Linked DNA regions of Sus scrofa: region 1 is linked to region 2. The links are chromatin contacts, called in public HiChIP or PLAC-seq maps. All regions are on one chromosome and are shown on one strand. Each heading gives the region's core, a stretch centred on a gene start, on an enhancer-like site or on the middle of the called end of the contact. The rest is flanking DNA. Distances are from core to core; before and after follow the strand shown.

The links. HiChIP or PLAC-seq counts read pairs in DNA pulled down with a chosen protein or histone mark.
Region 1: a contact with region 2 is called in an H3K27ac HiChIP or PLAC-seq map of skeletal muscle, with 2.6 times the contacts expected there. The contact joins the promoter of TNFAIP8 here to the promoter of DMXL1 in region 2. A contact is called at or near these places in 1 of 5 promoter capture datasets (fetal liver) and 2 of 2 datasets of contacts at active chromatin or transcription factors (alveolar macrophages and skeletal muscle).

Annotation. Positions count from the first base shown.
Region 1 is chr2:123,241,841-123,244,540 of Sscrofa11.1, forward strand. TNFAIP8 (TNF alpha induced protein 8) reads left to right here and starts at 1,411. Exons shown (of 2, transcript NM_001244505.1): 1 at 1,411-1,594. The coding sequence starts at 1,522.
Region 2 is chr2:123,001,728-123,004,427 of Sscrofa11.1, forward strand. It overlaps DMXL1 (dmX-like protein 1), which reads left to right and starts at 1,350. Exons shown (of 46, transcript XM_021084665.1): 1 at 1,350-2,010. The coding sequence starts at 1,924.

The DNA of each region.
Region 1 (2,700 bases), core at 161-2,660, 240 kb after region 2:
TTCACTGCTTGTGAATAGCATAAACCCCCCCTTTTGTCTGTTCACAGTCAATATTGAAATAAAACCCAAAAGCATCTTTTACAAAAATTTACCTTTTAATGGTGCAGTAGTTTGTAATAATCTGTGTTGGATTTTACGGTTTTCATATCACTTTTTGCTTATATTACCTTACTTAATACAACACATAAATCTGTATAATACATAATACTTTTTTTAATCCTCCTTTTCCAGAGGAGGAGAGGGAGAAATGTCTATTTAAATGTCTATCTTTTGTATATTCTTTTCACTGAACTTCCTGATGTACTGTAGAGCTTCTCTTCTTGCTTTTTTTTTTTTTTTTTTGCCCATATTAAAAAAAGGGAGGAAATGAAGAAAAAGAAAGCAGCTGGAAAATAAATTTATTAAAAGAATGTAACTTTTCTCACAATTTCCTAATGGATCTTTCAGGTATGTTATTTGAGGATCTCTTGCCCTAGATTGGTAATAAAACTAGAGCTCTGCAAAATACCTCAGTAAGACAGGTATGTGGGTGCCAGCCCCTGTCCCCACTTCTCAAGGAAAGATTGAGGACTCCTATTCAGCCAGTTGTAGGAGCTTGTGGACACGACCAGGGGGCAGAATTGAGATCTGTTCTCCAGGCTCTCCAGCTTTTGTCAGCATTTCAGAAGCATAAATATCTCCCCTCTTTGGGGCTTTTTGGGTGGAATTAATCCCAAGGAGTTACTAGTTCCTTGGGAGGAGTCCTCCCCTTCCTTTGCGGAGGGCCCTTGGGGCAGCTGCAGAGGCGGTAGTTCACCTGGTCGGGTTTGAGTAAGAGTGATCGCTCTGATTATACTGAATGAGTAAACCGCCTAGTCTGCTTTTCCTGTGCAAAGGTAAGGGGTGAGGGCCCCCCCCACACACACTCTTTCTTCAAAAGGCCCCCCATCTTGGGCTTGTGAAGCAGGTCTTTCCAGCCCCATGGATCCATATCCCTATTACTTTCTTCCAAAAGTAACGTACGAAACCGAGCAGTTTGAAAAGCGTTCATTTTGGGCGGCTAAGATCCCGAGACTCGGAAAGTTACACGGGCCTGCAAAAAAGCAACCTAAAGATTCAGAAGCATTTCTGTGCCTGCCTATGCATTTATGATTTATGTAAAACACCAGCGCGAGCTGAGATGAGACTTTCTTTCTTCCCTGTGTATAGATTTCCCAGGCATGGCGGGTCTGGGACCCTGAAGGTTCCCCCGCCCCTGCCGTGCTGGCCCCAGCGCAGAGTCAGCCCCACCTGCATGCACCCAGCCACCAGCCGCCGGTTCCCGGCGACGACGGGCTGGGGCGCGCGGGCCCCGGGGGCGGACTCCTGCCGCCCAACTGAGACGCGATTCGTCACTCTGCAGAACTTTCCCCCTGAAAATCCCTGCACTAGAACCAGCCCTCCCGCCCCGCGGAGGTTTTGATTTTAGTGGCTTTCCTTCCTTTTATTTTCTGTCGTGTGCGGGTTTTGGCGTCCAAGCACATTTGCAGCTCGTCCGAGTCCATGTCAGCGGTGGTCGCCCCTGCAGCTGCTCACCCTGACACCATGAACTCCGAAGCAGAAGAATCTAAGGAAGGTATGTTTTTGATATCGCTGGGGGGCTCCCACCAAGTTCTGCGGAGGAATGTGGACGTAGTGCGGAGTAGGGGACCAGACGGGAGTTTAAAAGGGAGCGATGGGTACTTTGTCTGCTTTCCCTGCGCCTTCGAAGCTCCCTTAGACCGGAATGCGCCGAACCCTGTACCCTTGTCAACCAGCGGCAGTTCAGAGGAGAGGGGAGGGAGAGTCGGACCTAGCTCGGCCAGCCCAAGAAAAGCTGCCTTTGAGATTTCCCTGGAAACGAAACGGCCCCAGTATTGATTCCAAGAAAGCAAACTATCCTTGGAAGAGCGCTGCCTGCCTGTATCAGGACAGTTGAAAGCCGGATCCTCTGGAATAGGACCCCTAAGAGTCTAGGGTCCCTTGAAACGGGTTTCAGAAGTTGGAAAAGCTGTGTTTCCGGCCAAAAGGGGAAGCGAGGGGGAGAAGTGAAAAATTTTTATTCGGAGAGTAGGTTTTTTCTTTTTTCTTTTTTTCCTTGCTGGCTTTTTAGCCACGGATTTATTTTGTTGGGGGCTTGTGGGGGGGGGGGGGCGCATGCACGATATGAGGGAGGCCTTGTGCAGCTTGAAACTGAGTTTGTCTGTTTCTAACTTTGCCGAAGCCAAGGGTTTCACTTACTCCTAACAGAGAACGGGTGACAGGGCTGGAAAAGCTCCAACCCAAACACAATTATACGCGGGTGTTAGTGTGGGGAGTTTATTTGTGCGTGAGTGTTTGTATGCTTTGTTTCCTGAAGCTTCATGTATACAAAAGCCCTCTTGTGAGTTGAGGTAGGAGTGGGGATGGTTGGGGAAAATTAGAGAATAAGAAAGGAGACTGAAATTTCTTTTCAAGTAGCCTCTGAAGAAACTGGTAACTTTCAAGTCAATCAGGGCAGCTCTGAGGAGCAGAAAGGAACCCCATCATTTCTCCATTTGCTAGATATCAGTCAGAGGGAGCCCTTGAAACTCTTTTCCTCATCTTGTCTTTTATTGATTCCCCTCCCAAAGTAAAGGGCTGGCATTTACCTTGTGCCCTGCAAGGGAAGCAGTCAGTAAAAAAGAGGCTTGTGTAATAGAAATATGGGGCTGGTGTGAATGA
Region 2 (2,700 bases), core at 100-2,599:
CCTAACTGCTAGATTCCTTAGTTTCTTTTATTCTGTCATACCACTTGCACTTCAAAACCAAAAGATGGGCAGAACAGAATGAGTAAACATGTTAAACTTTGGGCTAGACACAAAATTTATATTGAACATAGAAAAATCATGGTTTAAGATTTTAAAAATGAAACTGACTTAAAGCAACATTAAATAAATCTGAATTAATAATTAAAACACAAACCCTAAACTGTAACTATGTGAGACCTCAATAAAACAGTTTTTTCTTTTTTAAAGACAAGTTTTCAATCCTTCACTTTTATGGGGATACTGGGATATAATAAGGGCGTTCATTTACAACTCTCAAATTTAAAATAGGGAGATGGCTCTCAAACTTATTTTTAGTTAATTTTTAAGTTGCAAAAAAAAAAAATTATGTTCCTCGGAAAAAACTTAGGGAAAGTAAAAACAAAATTACTAGTACTCCTCCCATCCAAGTATTAGTGTGAAGTTTTTTGGGTTTTGTTCCCATTTTTTTTTTTTCACCAAAAGAAAAGTGTATGAAATCAAAATCAATTTGGCATTAAAAAAAAGCAACTACTCTTTTTAGGTGGGGAGCTGCTATTTATGTCTACTCATTTAACGTTTTCTGAACTCCTACCTTGGAAATGGCACTGCACTAGACACGTGGGATACAGGTCAGTTTGTCCCTGAGAGGCTCATGGTACATGGGAGAAGACGTAAACAAATGTTTATCAATAATAATACAAAACTGTCAAAATGCAATTAGAGTTGAGTCTCAAAGTTTGTGAGAGGCCGTGACACTAATCATATTGGAATTCTTAGGTTTTTTTCCCAAAACACCATCTCAACGTGGGCCGGTGTAGTATTATTACCAGCACTACTTCAAAACGAATGTTAAATTAAATTTAGTACTTAGCAAGGGTCGAAACCTCCCCCAGTTTTTCTTTCTAGCGAACTGGAAACGCGCTCGACCAGAGTTAACTCTGCGCTGAGACGCCTCTAGTTTCACCTTCACTTGGCCAAACTCGCGGGCCGCTTAAGGCAGCGGTGCTTGTTGGGACTTGTAGTCTCTACCAGGACCAAGACACTGCAACTGCATTTGTAATACACTTCTCCCTTTTAACTTTCTGGCCCAAAAGTCAGATCAAGCCCTAAACGAAAGCATAATCTGACAACACTCAGTTTATTCAAGGCTCTCTATGCTTTTGCTAGGCTTCTTACATTGAATATTCAAACGCACGACGTCGCTCACAAGCCTCAAAGAGATTGGTCTATCCTCAGTGGTGGGCGGAGCCTTGGGTGAACGGGAGCTCAGGATTGGCCAATATTTCACTCAAAGAGGTGTTTTCCACTTGCGGACCCGTATACTGTGGCAGGAATAAATTCTTTACTGCAGTATTCCTCATAGCCGCGAGAAATCTCGCGATATTTCGGCCGAAAGGCCTTAGGGACGCGTAGAGAGCAGCGAAGGCCAGTGGGGGTGGTAGGCACCGGAGCCGGGAAGGGCTAGGTCTGGTGGTGAGGGAGAGCGCGTGCTGCTTGCGCCACTGGGGCTCGGTCCCAGCCGGCCAGCCACAGTCCAGACTGAGTGTCGCGGACGGCGTGGCCTTCCTGGCCGGTGGGTCGGCTCGGGGTCGCGGCGGCTGGGTCAACACTGAGCATCACCTGGGCCCTCGCGGGCTGTGACAGGTGCGCGGACGCGCGGTGCTCCTCCCGCTTGCCGGCCCGCCCCCTCCCAGACTCGCCCGCGGGGGCTCGGGATGAGCTGCGGGCAGTGGCTGAGTGGCTCCGGCTCCTGGCGCCTGTCGCTGCCGCCGTCGCCTCCCAAGCCCGGCCGCCGCCCGTGAAGGAAAGAGGGAGGGAGGAAAGCGGCAGCTGGCCCTGGGCATGAGCGGGAGGCAACGTCCGTTGCTGGACTAAGACGCCGACATGAACCTACACCAGGTGCTGACCGGGGCTGTGAACCCTGGCGACCACTGCTTCTCCGTGGGCAGCGTCGGCGACCAGCGATTCACGGTGAGTGAGGGAGGCTCTCGCGTCGCCCGCGGCGAGTCCGCGCCCCTGAGTCAGCCGGCCTCGGCCCAGAATGCCAGGCAGAGGCCGAGAAAGCCTCGTCTCCCTCACGAGGGTCCCCACATCCCCAACGAAGGTTCCCGCCCTTTACGGCGGCGAACCTGGCATTTGAGGACCAAGGAGGCAGAAACCCTTGTACCGACTGAACTCGGAAGTTAGAGTGTTTTGTAGTTTTTTTTAAAGTTTTTCATCTGACGTCTTCGGGCTGGTTTACCAAAGTCGTTTATCCAGGAATCATTGCTGTGTAATGTTGTCAAGTTTAGGAATAGTTGGGATTGGTTTCAGTTCTTACTCTAAAGGTCAAGTATCTTTGTAGTTGAAAAAGAGTGTGTGCCTTAAAAACACAGTTACTAATTGTTTGCTATCAACTAGCGCTGGGTAAAATATAGTGAAAAACAGTGCTTTTCATTTGCTTTCCTTTAAATTCACTGAAGGATAACTGGAAAGAAAAAAATATTTTTTGTAAATAGTTCACTCCTGCCATCTTTTGAATATCGTACAGTTGAGTAGTCCTGGGAAACTTTTATTTTAGATTGTTCGTATTAATTACTAAAAGTTGAATTACTGTTTTTTCAGTAAAACTCCTCTTTGCTATGTAGTGGTAATTTCAGGTTAAGGTTTCCTGAAAGTGCC